Regions from separate parts of the Anas platyrhynchos genome. Here region 1 is linked to region 2. Evidence: chromatin contacts called from public Hi-C data. All regions are on one chromosome and are shown on one strand. The core of a region is the stretch at or near the end of the contact, and the rest is flanking DNA. Distances in the headings are between cores, read along the strand shown.

Region 1 (6,029 bases), core at 108-2,607, 60 kb after region 2:
AAGCACTACAGTGACTGCTGCGCTGTTTGTAGTCATATTTTACCTACCAAAAGATGATCACAGAGTTCAATTTAAATATATTTCTTATAAAATAGATGAGCACAGTTCACAGCTTCAAATTGTAAAATAAATAGCTAGCACCCAGATTATTACTCTGGAATGTGCAGATTCATGTTTTAGAGAAGTCACTAATGTTTCAGTATAAAAGAAAAAAAAAAAAGTATAAAACAACTCAGAGATCAAGCTAGAACATGAGTTCTGCCCATAAATAAATAATCAGTGCTGATATAAGCATGATCAAGCTCTTAGGCTAAAAATGAATTGAGAAAAATAAAGGTTACAGTAGCTGTTTGACTTCACAAATCCCTTCAAGAATCAATCTTCGAGCTCTTAGGAGCCAGATAGAAAATGCTATGCTAGCATTTTTAACATTGTTCCCTACAGCATCACCTAATGACCTTGTTTCAAGCAGTATCTGGGTTGGTTTTAATCACAGCCCAGAACCGGCAGCCCAGCACACTGCTCCTCCCCAGCTTCATTGACTTCATTTGATGAGCTCAGGTTCAGTGCTAAATTAGGCTTTTCCCATAACTCAAGAAAACCCACATGAGTAGTTACTGGGCAAAAAGTAGATGAAAATGATAGTACAGATTAACAACAGAATAGAGACATACATTTATCATATTGCAGAGGACTGCCCTGGTAAGTCTAAAAGACCATGTAAGGGAAGGTATGTTATACTTGGTCAGTATCTATATCGTTACACTTATCAACATGATTAACATGAAGTGACAGCTCTGCAGAAAGAAGGAAAATTTAAGAAGCCATCAAAATCAGACAGAAGCTCACAACTTTAGAAGACTGTCTTTTAGGAGGCGGTAGCAGCAGCATAGCATGCCTTAATGAATACCGGCATAGCTAAACATGGGTAAAATTAACCTTGAAAAAGGACTTTAAAGCTACCCCATTGATAAAACTCAATCTGCTGGTCAACAGAATGAAGCAGCATCTCAGAAGAACCACTCCAGATAAAATCATCCATGTGAATTCAATCTTCTGTGCCTCAGTGAAAGCGCAAGGCACAATACAGCATGCCAGGCTCCACAGCCCAGCTCTAACATGCTGCTCAGAGTCCTCTTCTCCAAAGACACACAAAAAATACACTTATCATACAATTAGAAGCAGTCACCATGTCACAGTTAGGGAACTATTTCTGTATTTCCTGTTATGATAAACAGTTTTCCTGTTATTAAGCAGCAAACATTGCTCCCCGGGGACATGCCTAGAACATTGCACACCATTGTCTCGGCCCGCTGAATCGGGCCCGAAGGCAAGCCAGTAGAGCTCATGCAAAGTCCTGCCAAGGGGAAACAAACCAGAACAGGGCAGCGCCCAGAGCTTTTGTAAGCCACAAGACATCAGTCCCCACCCTTCCAGAGGCACGCGTCCCTCTCACTCCTGGCTGCACAGGCCTGGGAGTCAAGGGGCTTCTTGTCCCCATGGCTCCTAACCAGGCCGCACAACTGAAGACCACTGTGGCAAAGGCTGCCTGACAGGCACCACTGCTCTCATCATGAGGTGTTTGTCCTGCCTGCTGCGGGCCCATATAGTAATTCCTATAGAGTGGGGTTGGAAATAGTCATGCATCTTTCTCCACAACTGGTGTTCCCATAGGTCTCTTCTCCTTGAGCTAACAAACCACTGCGAAGGCAGCAGACTTCCATTTTGCATAGCTGGGTGGGGACAGGGGAAACACAACAGGAACTTTCTTGAGGAGCAGATACCGCCGATAACAGTAGCGTTCTCCAGGGAATACCTGCAACACACTGCGAAGACTAAAACCCCTATGTAAGATCCCTGACTACAAACATCCCTACTTATGCTGCTAACAAATGCAGCAAGAACATTCACTGCACTTTCCATAGGCATCTCAACTTCCTTGACCTACCTCATAGCCAAGATGTCCTTCCCAGCACAAAGGACTTTTTTTTTCCCCTCCAAAAGTGACAAAACTTAGTTTGACAAGTTGGTAGAACAGGAGGTGTTTTGTGCAGTACTATTTGCAGAAAGAAGTAAGCCTTGATTTTATACTGGTTACACAAGTAGCGCGTGTTTACAGCTAAAAAAAAGCAAAGTCTTCAAGCCTGCTGTTTTATTTGGAGCAGAATAATTTGAAACTGGCATTTTAAGTTCAGTCCTTATTCTCCAACTGGAAGCATTTCTTATATTCCTGTTTTACTAGTTAATATTTGAAAAAAATACAGCACAATCTATTTTTGCAATAAGTATAAACATTCCATTTTTAATAATTTAAGTGTTTCTGATATTAGCAACATTCACAAGCAGACAAAAATGAAGGCTACTGAAATATCTTAGAAACTGTCAACTCATTAATAAATATTATTTGTAATACTTTCCAGACTTTTCTACTGAAGGATTTCAAGCTCTCTTTAAGAAAATGATGAGCTTTCAGTTAAAGAATTCCCCCACAGATGTCCCCAGCTGTCCTGTTTCCTGCCTAAGCAGAAGTATTTCCATAACATCGCATACAAAATGTTCATACAAGCATCTTGAGAAAAAAACTTTACTTCCTATAAATGTAAGTAGCATATCACCATGCAAAGAAGTAGCAAAAGCAAATTAACCAAGAACTGAACACAGGTTTATTAGCTTCCTTGCCACAACTACTGGACATCAGTTAAGACAACACCAATGGAAGGTTCATAAATAGCAGCTGCGAAGAATGATCTCAGCCAGATACAAGCCAGGTTATTTGAGGTAGGTTATTTCTACGTTTGAGTATGTTGGCAGTTAAATCAAACAGGATTTATTTGTATTTTTTTAAGGAGTATTTAAAGCCGTAAGTTATACTCCTGACACGGTTGATTTTCAGAAGATCAAATACTAGTTTCTTTTCAAGGAAGAATAAAAATAGGAAAAAGTAATGGGGAAGAGCACAATTTGTGGAGACCTTTGGAAAGATGCTGGTGACCCCACTAAGTACAATCTAAATCACCAAGTAAGAATTCTGCAGCGCTGGTTTACTGTATTATTATGATAAAAACAATTGCTGTAACAAACCTCCTCTTAAAAACAAGATTTGATTGAATTAAATCTTTTGACTTCAACACAACTCTATTGAACTATAAACAGAAGAAATATCAAGAGGTGAGCAAATAGAAGAGATACAGGTGAACTCAGCTGCAAGTTAAGCAGCTCGACTGATACAGCCTTCACCAAATTTTGTTCTGAGGGAAGGCAAGCCACAAGAGAATGTTTTCTTGAGAATGGCTTTCCAAACAAGTTAATTTGGGTACAATAGTTAGTGAAATCATCAAGAAGTGTTCGAACTCCACCACCTTCCTCAGCAGCATCAAAACTAACAACTATGGACCTAGTTCTTTCATACGTACAGTGACACTCAGTGATGAGATCTATTTTTTAAAACAATAAAACCTTGGAGAAAAACTTCATTACATGACACTAAACTAACAACAAATCTATAAGCAGAAATTAACATCTCTTGCTGTGAATTACAATGAGAGTGGTCTCAATTTTTTCAGTACTGCCTCCACAGTACTTAACATCAATTGATCAAATGTGATTTTAAGATTCCACCATCCCTTTATATATCAGTTTTCTGTGGCTACAAAGGAAGAAGAGCACTACAAAAGCAATGAACCAATTGGTTACAATACTCAAAACACTGTATTCTAGCACAGAAGTTTCATGGTATCATTTTCCTCAAAATGCCATTGCTCAAATTAAATGAACTGTAGTAAGGCAGAAAGGCTTTAGCTGTCTCAATGCTATAAGCCATTTCTACTATAGTAACAGATTCCTTTGCATAAACTACACAAACTAGTAGAGGCAGAGTCTAAAAGGTTAAGTCTAGTTTTATTGCACTTGAAAACCCCCAAAGAAATTTAAAAGCTATTAAAGTGCTGTTTTTTTTGTTTTGTTTTTGTTTTTTTTTTGTTTTTTGTTTTTTGTTTTTTTTTACTGTAATTGTAGCTGCTTGTCACTTCCAAACCCCAACCCACTTCACAGCAATAGAAGTTACAGCCAGACCACTTTCACCTATTAGACATATCAAGTGGGAATAAATTTAGCATATGCAGTAATATTAGCACAGATAATTTGCTAGGTCTTTTGTGTTTGCTTTCCAATTAACTGTTCTTCTGTGAAGTTGAGCTTGAAACATTAACTCTACTTATTTCACGTTGACAAATACATGAGGCATTCTTCACAGGTAATTAATCTGTGTAAGTGAAGGAATAATAAAACCCAACATCACTCACTATAGCATAGGGCCAGAATGCAAAAGCTGCCATGCATCTGCTTTTCACAGTACTCTGCTTCCTCCCAAGTTTTTCTGAGCATAGCTCCTCATTTGCATCCACTTTCATGCTTTATTAAAATACATACGCAGTTTAAGTGTTGTCATCACATATAAATTACTGCTTTGACTCTGGTTTGTTTTTTGTTGGTAGGGTGGTTAGTTGTTTTGTTGTTGTTGTTGTTTTTTGATTTTTGATATTTTTTTATTTTTTATTTTTTTTTGCTATCAAGGGTTCATTGGAGAACTAGTGTTATCTTCATTTTATACCTGTCACAAACATAGGATATAGGAAACTTGTGTAGACAAAGTGTTACAAACAAACAAAAGAGCTCCACTACTTGAAAAAGAACCTCCATTTAGCTATCATTTACATACTTACTGAAGCCATGACCTATTAAGATTGAAATCAAGCACGCCAGGCATCTCATTTTGTACCCAGTCCTGAAAGGATGAAGTCAGGAGCTAAGAGTCTCACAGACTTCAAGAGGAACATGATTAAATCTAAACTCCCCATGATTAATGGTTTCCAGCTATTCAACTTCTTTTGCTCAGAACAGACAAGCCGTTTTTACTTCTGAACTATATTTTTCCTTGGTAGGTAACACAAACATTTAACTTACTCATCCTGTATCAAATATCTCCAGTAGACTTTCAGATTTAAAACACTTAGTAAGGTTGAGTATGTTGGGTGTCTTCCTATAGTTCCATAGGAAGCTGTGACGTTGGACAATAATCATTACTTTAGCTACCCTTAGGAAAAAACAGCATGGTATATGAACAGCTAAGCAACTCATGACACCCGAGGCTTTCAAAATCATCAAGATTTTGTTCGTTTCCTTTAAGAGCACTGCTTTGCAACACACGATTTCATACAGTTGTCAGTGTTATCTGAAGCAGGATGTAGGGAAGAAATTGTACTGGAAATGGATGTTACCTGCTCAAAAAAATAGGTCTGTGATGTTTGCTCGTTGCTAGCAAGGGGAAAAGGAAATTTTTTAAACTGACATTGCTGTAATGACATCAGGTGTCTTTAGAGACGCTTCTTATTCCCAAGGTAATGAGAGAGTAACAAGGTTTAGTAAGCAATGAAAGCCACCAGAGGGGTAAGAATACTAAGTACAGCTTGCTTAAGGGAAGAAGAAACCTAGCGCCATCAAGGGCTTGGCAAAAACATTGAGACAAAAATTTACCACAAAAGCAACAGTACAGCTCATTATACAATCTATGGAAAAACTCTGGGAACAAAAGGCATGAGAGCTTTGATCTCCATTTGCAAAACTGGTTCCTTGTGCAGAATTTTATCTTTATGCAAAAGGAAACGTACATAATTCAAAATGAATATTTTGAATCATTCGTGTAGGAATGTCTTTCTCTGGCAGTTTTTACAGAATCACGCAGAGATGATTTACTCTATCACACCACTGATGCATGAAAAGCATAAAAAGCACTTTAGTCACTCTTTGGTATAAAAAATCCGTAATGGTTTACCAAAGGAAGCAAACTTTGTATTTCATCACTTGAAAATTAGATCATATTTAGCTCATATTTATGCAATTGTGTTGATTTTTTTGTTGCAGTTGCTTGTAAAAACCCATACATAGGTAACAATATAGGTATACTATACTTCCAGTAGCTGAGGAAGTGACACTTTTTGATGTCTGCCTGTATTTAAAGGGAGAAGAGACCC
Region 2 (5,379 bases), core at 699-3,198:
TTGCAAGAAGACTGTATAACCTGTTTCTAATCAATAATGTTGTCTTCTTTTCCTTATTTTACCAGTTATTGGACAGTCTGCAAAAAATAAACATCCAAAAGAACCAGGGGAAAACAAAATCAGGCCTGTCAATAAAAAAGTAAAACCCAAAGGCCCCAAAATGAAGGAGAGAGAATCTGCTGACTCCTCTTCCAAGTCGCAGTCCATACTGATGCAGGTGATGGATAAAGGTCGCTTCCAGAAACTAGCTGCCACTTTGAGCCTGTCCGCGGGACAAAGCATAGAACTGCGCTGCAAGGGGAGCAACATTACTTGGAGCTATCCTTCATACCTAGACACCTTCAAAGACTCCAGACTCAGGTAAGCTATTTTTAATTTTTTGGGGGGAAAAAGATGTGCTACCCAATGGCTGCGTATGCCTGTAACAAAGGAGAAGCATCTTCCAGTCACGCCCAGTTCCTGCCCCTGTGATGTGCACTGTGCAACAGTCTCATAGCACGTGAACTGGATTTCCTTCAGATCAATCTAAAACAGAAGTTGTGGTCCAGGGGGACACCAGTGTGCTTCAGCCACTACCAAAGAACCACACTAGAGCTGATCTGAAGTAAAAATATCAAAATAGGTGAGAGGGGATGTCAGGTACTCACTACCAGCTCTGGTGTTCCACAGAGACCTGCTGCTCTTGGGCTGTGCTGGCTGCTAGCATAGGTATCACCTGAGACACACACATTAATTTCCTGAAGAGGCTCAAACCCACATCTCTCAATTGAAAATAAATAAAAATACATCAACCAGTGCTCTAAGGAGTGAGTGAGTGTAGACTTTACCTCTTCTGTCAAAGTTACCCTTGCATACAGAGGGAATTGCAAGGTGGTGAGATGGAGTTTAACGCTGAGGATAGTCGCCTTGGGTTTAGGAAGGCTTTTTCTTTCATCTAGTGACAGCTTAATGGAAACCACATAAATAGTTGCGAGAGCAGGAAGAGGAGCTAAGGACTTTCTCCCTCTCTTTGCCCCAGCAGGTGAGTGTACTGTTGTTCTAAACAGCACTAAGACCCGTACTTTTGTTGGCCTTCCCAGTTCTCGAGCATAGCACATGATAGGGAAGTGTAGATTGAATGTATTAATTTCATTCTGTATTTAAAAGAGAAAGGGCGTAAAAAGGAGTTCAAGGGTGTCTTCCACTAACACTTTTTTGCCAAAAGAAGAGCCTGTTTGTTTTCACTATCTGTTTTATGGAGATTTATTTAAGTGTCTATGAAAGACAAGTGGTCAGGAGACTGAGGAGCACTATGAACAAGTCCCTAAACAATAGCCAGAAGGAGTATTTCTTGCATTATTAGGTAAGAGGAGCACAGAAGTATGAGCAAAGGTATCAAGCACTACTGTCCTTTTTTTCCTAAATTAAGTAAAAGTTTGTGGGATCTTAAATAACCAAGGTTGTCTGAATCCCTGTGATCCATTTCCCTTCCTTACAGGCATGAAGCCGCCTTAAAATCACAGTCAGTTACTTTTTCAGATATACTTTTCTTTCTACTTCTCTTTTCAAAGAATAGGGTTAAAAATTGACAACTGTACCCTGTGGTCTGTATCGTACCCTTACGAAATTCATGAGCTGATTCTTTTCTTGAGTGTATATTTACTTGTCCCATTGCAGCTTAGGAGTTCAAGAATAAACTGGCTGCATAAACTTCTTTATAGCTTGTATAAGACTTCTGGTGTAAGAAGTTACAGCAACAAGCCTATTTATGCTGAGGGCTTATCTCAGCAGTATCTCTCAAAGATCTTGTAGCTGGTTTGAATAATTACTGTGTTTAATTTTGCAATAAATGGTATTTTATTCAGAGTTATGCCACTAGGTGGCATGTGTCAGCCGCAGTATGGGCCTGGCCTACTAGCACGCCAAAGAAGAATGCAAAATCATACCAAAAGGGAGAGGGTGTGTGGTGGTGGGTCTTACTTCTAAGTGTAGCTCACCCTTTGCGCATCTGCAAATAGGCTGCTTTTGTGGTTTGGACTGTGTGCATGGCCCTGTAGATAACGTGTACATGTTATCTGAGTATTAACATCTGGCACTGAAGAAGGCAAGGCAAGTATTCTCAGTTTTCAGAGAGGGATCTGAATGCTGCTTCGTTATTTGTTTGACTGTCTGTGCTTCTCTTGTACTGGTTTAGTGATGCAAAAGGGGTAAAATACAAGAATTTAGGTGGTTTGGGAAAAAAAAAGATATGCGTTTCCTAGTTCTGTAATCTGCCATTTCGCAGTTTGAAGTAGTTTGGAATTCTGTTGCCTCAGCAGTTTACGTCTGTGTTCTCATTCACGTCCACAGAATTTGTAATTTCGTAACAGTAAAACAAAAGTTAATAATGTCACCCACAATAAATGCTGTAAAACATTTTAGATGGCTATATCTTGCCTAAGTATTTTATTTTAGGACTACATTAGGGTTCTATCTAAGGGTCTATATTGAAATATGATGATCCTTGCTTTAGAAAAAATGTTGAGAAGTAGATTTCTGAAGCAGTAAGACTGATTTAGACTGAATTAACTTTTAATTGTAAGCAGAAGACCCTAGAACTAACTAGAGAAATTGAAGACACATATTAATAGCACATTTCAGAGTCACAGAATGGTAATAATGTATGGAGACATTGGCAACCAAATCTTGTGCATCACGTTTTTATCATGTCTTTGTTAATTATCTCAAGATCTCTGCTGTAGTGCTAACAGATGCACGCAAAACAGTCTTTGTAGAATGTGCCCTTTATGAAAAGCAAAATTTGTATTCCTTCATTTTAGAGAGCTTTGACTGAATGTAACTGAAAGTATCTTGAAGACCTCATCTAGTTAGCTTTCAAGAGGAGCTTAGATCTTCTTGGCATGCAAAAGTCCGTGCAGTAGCATCAACTATAAAAAGCAATTCTCTTAATTTTACAAATATTTTACACAGATTATTTTAAAACAAATTGCTAAATGTAGGGCAGAGGGGAGAAAATGAGGAAAAATGATTAACAAGTAACTTACAGCAAGAATGGTGTAATCCTGTAAATAGATTTGTGTTCAATATATGTTTTTGTGCTTAAAGATGCAGTGTAAGAGGTGAGATATCCATTGCCAGTTAGTGAGGCGTGGAGAGGAGCACAGGCCAATAAACTGTACCTTGGACTTCCACGCTGTCCTTGCAAAAGCACTGGGACAACTGGAGGTGGCAGCAGCAGGGGCAAAGTGGTTGGGGTCTGTGGAGGTACTGGAAAGTGAAAAGGAACGGGAGGAGAAGGAGCAGGTTGCTGGGACTGGAGGACAGGAGAGGCAGTGGTGACAAGGTCTGTGCAATTGCTGGGGACTGACGACTGCCTTCTCTTTGCTCGATGGCACATCCCTAAAGCAACGGATGCTCAGGCATCCAGTTCTTGCTTGTCTTTAAGTAGCAGAAGGTACATAAAATTCAATTGATCTGGTGGGAGTACTCATGAATTTTAGGAAAATCATAAAGCCAAGAAGCATCTTGCATCTCCTGGGAGCTACTGACATCCTCAAACTCCAGCTGTTACTGGGAGGAAGCTTGGAGGATCCGTAGCATCTAGCAGAATTGCAACTGCGTGGGGCAAGAGAGACTTTTAAAGTTCAGGGTTGTGATGGGTCAACTAATTGGAGGGTTTGGTAGCAGCAGAGCTCTGGGGCAGAAGCTGGTGTTGAAGGTGCTGACCAAGGTCTGCTTCCTGTAGCGAAGAAGGAGATCTGGGGCAGAGAGTGTGTTTTGGTTTGCAGCTACTGAAATGTTTGCATTTCCTAGGGGTGGTTACAAAAAGAGGTAGTGATAAAAGCCAGATGTTTTGCCTCCGTGCCGTGCTTATCATGTTTTTATCTCACCCATATGGAAAGGAGAAGACAGCAGCCTGGAGGACAATATGAGTTTTCTAAGAAGGAAGAGGTTATATTTACAAAAGCCAGTTTTGTAATACTGATGGCTGTGGTTTCTTTGTTTTTAGAGGTATACTTTATGGCTTTGTAGATGAAGTATTTTTGCTTGGCAGTACCAGAGAGTATGTGTTTTATAGGTCTGTAGCTGTTAACATATGCTAAAATTATCACATGGGGCTTGTGAGGGGAAGATGCTGAGTGAAAGGAGGACAACTCTGGCAGTCTCTTATCTTCAGCTGGAGGATGAATCCTCTCTTTCCACTGCCGTAACTGGAGGAAATACCAGCACACACTGGAATGACAGACTTTGCTTTAGAGACCATAGCAGACAATACAGGTCAGGGAAGAGAGCTAAAATTGTGTAGACTTTGCTGTTAAGTTAGGGGCACCCATCAGCTCGCTTCAGGACTAGCTTATTATCTGCAGTGCTCTCTTACCCTATGCAGCATAAATACACCCTCCAGATAACTCTTCGTCTGGAAATCGTGAGTGCTGGTGGAGTAATGTAGCCAAACTCCTGGCGTTAACAGTCAAAGATAGCGCGGGCACCCCTGGAATGGCAGGGCTGGAATGCTGCTTCATAAAACGGTATGTAACCAGTTAATGACTGCAGGCTCACCCAGAAACCGGCCCTACAGTGTGTGAGAAGGATCAAAAACTGAGAGGGATGAAGGAAAAAGAAGGGCAAGTACCTTTTCGCTTTCTTCTGCTTGAGAGCAAAAAGGTGCTCTGGACAAAGGCTGACTTCACGTGGTCTGTGCTCTGCCTGACATGGAGCAGGGGTCTCTCCCATGTCAAAACCAGCTGTATCTATCAGATGAAAGTCTGTGATAAATAAACTTGGATGAAATGGAACTGCTCCAGTTGGGTCAGAGTTGGAGAAGCACCATGTGCATGTTTGTATGTGGACAAGGAGCACTTTCCTAAGCCTTGAGGAAACCATGAATGTTTTACAGGACAAATCTAGGCTGCTTTAAATTGACACAGGCTCCTGCTGGCTTAGAGGGTTGTTGTCTGTGCTTACGTCTAGCTGCATGTCTTTTATTTCCCTGTGCCCTGAAATTTGAAAGCTAGGAGGCTTTTTTCTCATGCTAAATGCTAAGGATGTTATGGCCCTCTCCTAGTGAGCCTGTGTTTGAGATAAGCTCTTCTGTGTCAGTATGACTGCAAGCTGCTTGAAAGGAGGTTGCTAGATACTCTTAAGTGAGGCCATGTACACTATATTTTTATCATCCTTTATCTCTTTCTAGCTTCTAAACTTGGCATAGCTTTTCTGAGAAAGGTCTTTTGAACTTAAAATAACTAAAGCTTAATAAGGTGAATGTATGGAATAGGATTTTCAAGTAGTTTTTTTCTTTTTTTCTTCTTTAAACAGCCTTGAAATGTTCTATATACAAAATTTTTACTTTGTGATATGTAAAGCACAGTGGAGTTCTGGCTTTTGAGACAGATTTTTCAT

Evidence for each region. A called contact is a pair of places that touch in the nucleus more often than the background predicts.
Region 1: a Hi-C map of subcutaneous adipose tissue shows a contact between it and region 2, with 4 times the contacts expected there. The contact joins two enhancer-like sites. A contact is called at or near these places in 6 of 8 Hi-C or Micro-C datasets (F1 follicle, F5 follicle, skeletal muscle and 2 more).

What each region holds. Positions count from the first base shown.
Region 1 is chr4:21,249,689-21,255,717 of IASCAAS_PekinDuck_T2T, forward strand. The region is part of intron 7 of MTUS1 (microtubule associated scaffold protein 1); the gene reads right to left. Among named protein-coding and RNA genes, the nearest start is that of MTUS1, 69 kb to the right of the region's middle. Within about 2 kb of position 1,358, at least 1 of the 8 cell types and tissues checked has an H3K27ac peak or open chromatin away from gene starts, as enhancers often do. A contact at or near this core is called in subcutaneous adipose tissue, where this site is marked.
Region 2 is chr4:21,189,478-21,194,856 of IASCAAS_PekinDuck_T2T, forward strand. PDGFRL (platelet derived growth factor receptor like) reads left to right here. Exons shown (of 6, transcript XM_027456180.3): 2 at 66-360. Among named protein-coding and RNA genes, the nearest start is that of PDGFRL, 9.2 kb to the left of the region's middle. Within about 2 kb of position 1,949, at least 7 of the 8 cell types and tissues checked have an H3K27ac peak or open chromatin away from gene starts, as enhancers often do. A contact at or near this core is called in subcutaneous adipose tissue, where this site is marked.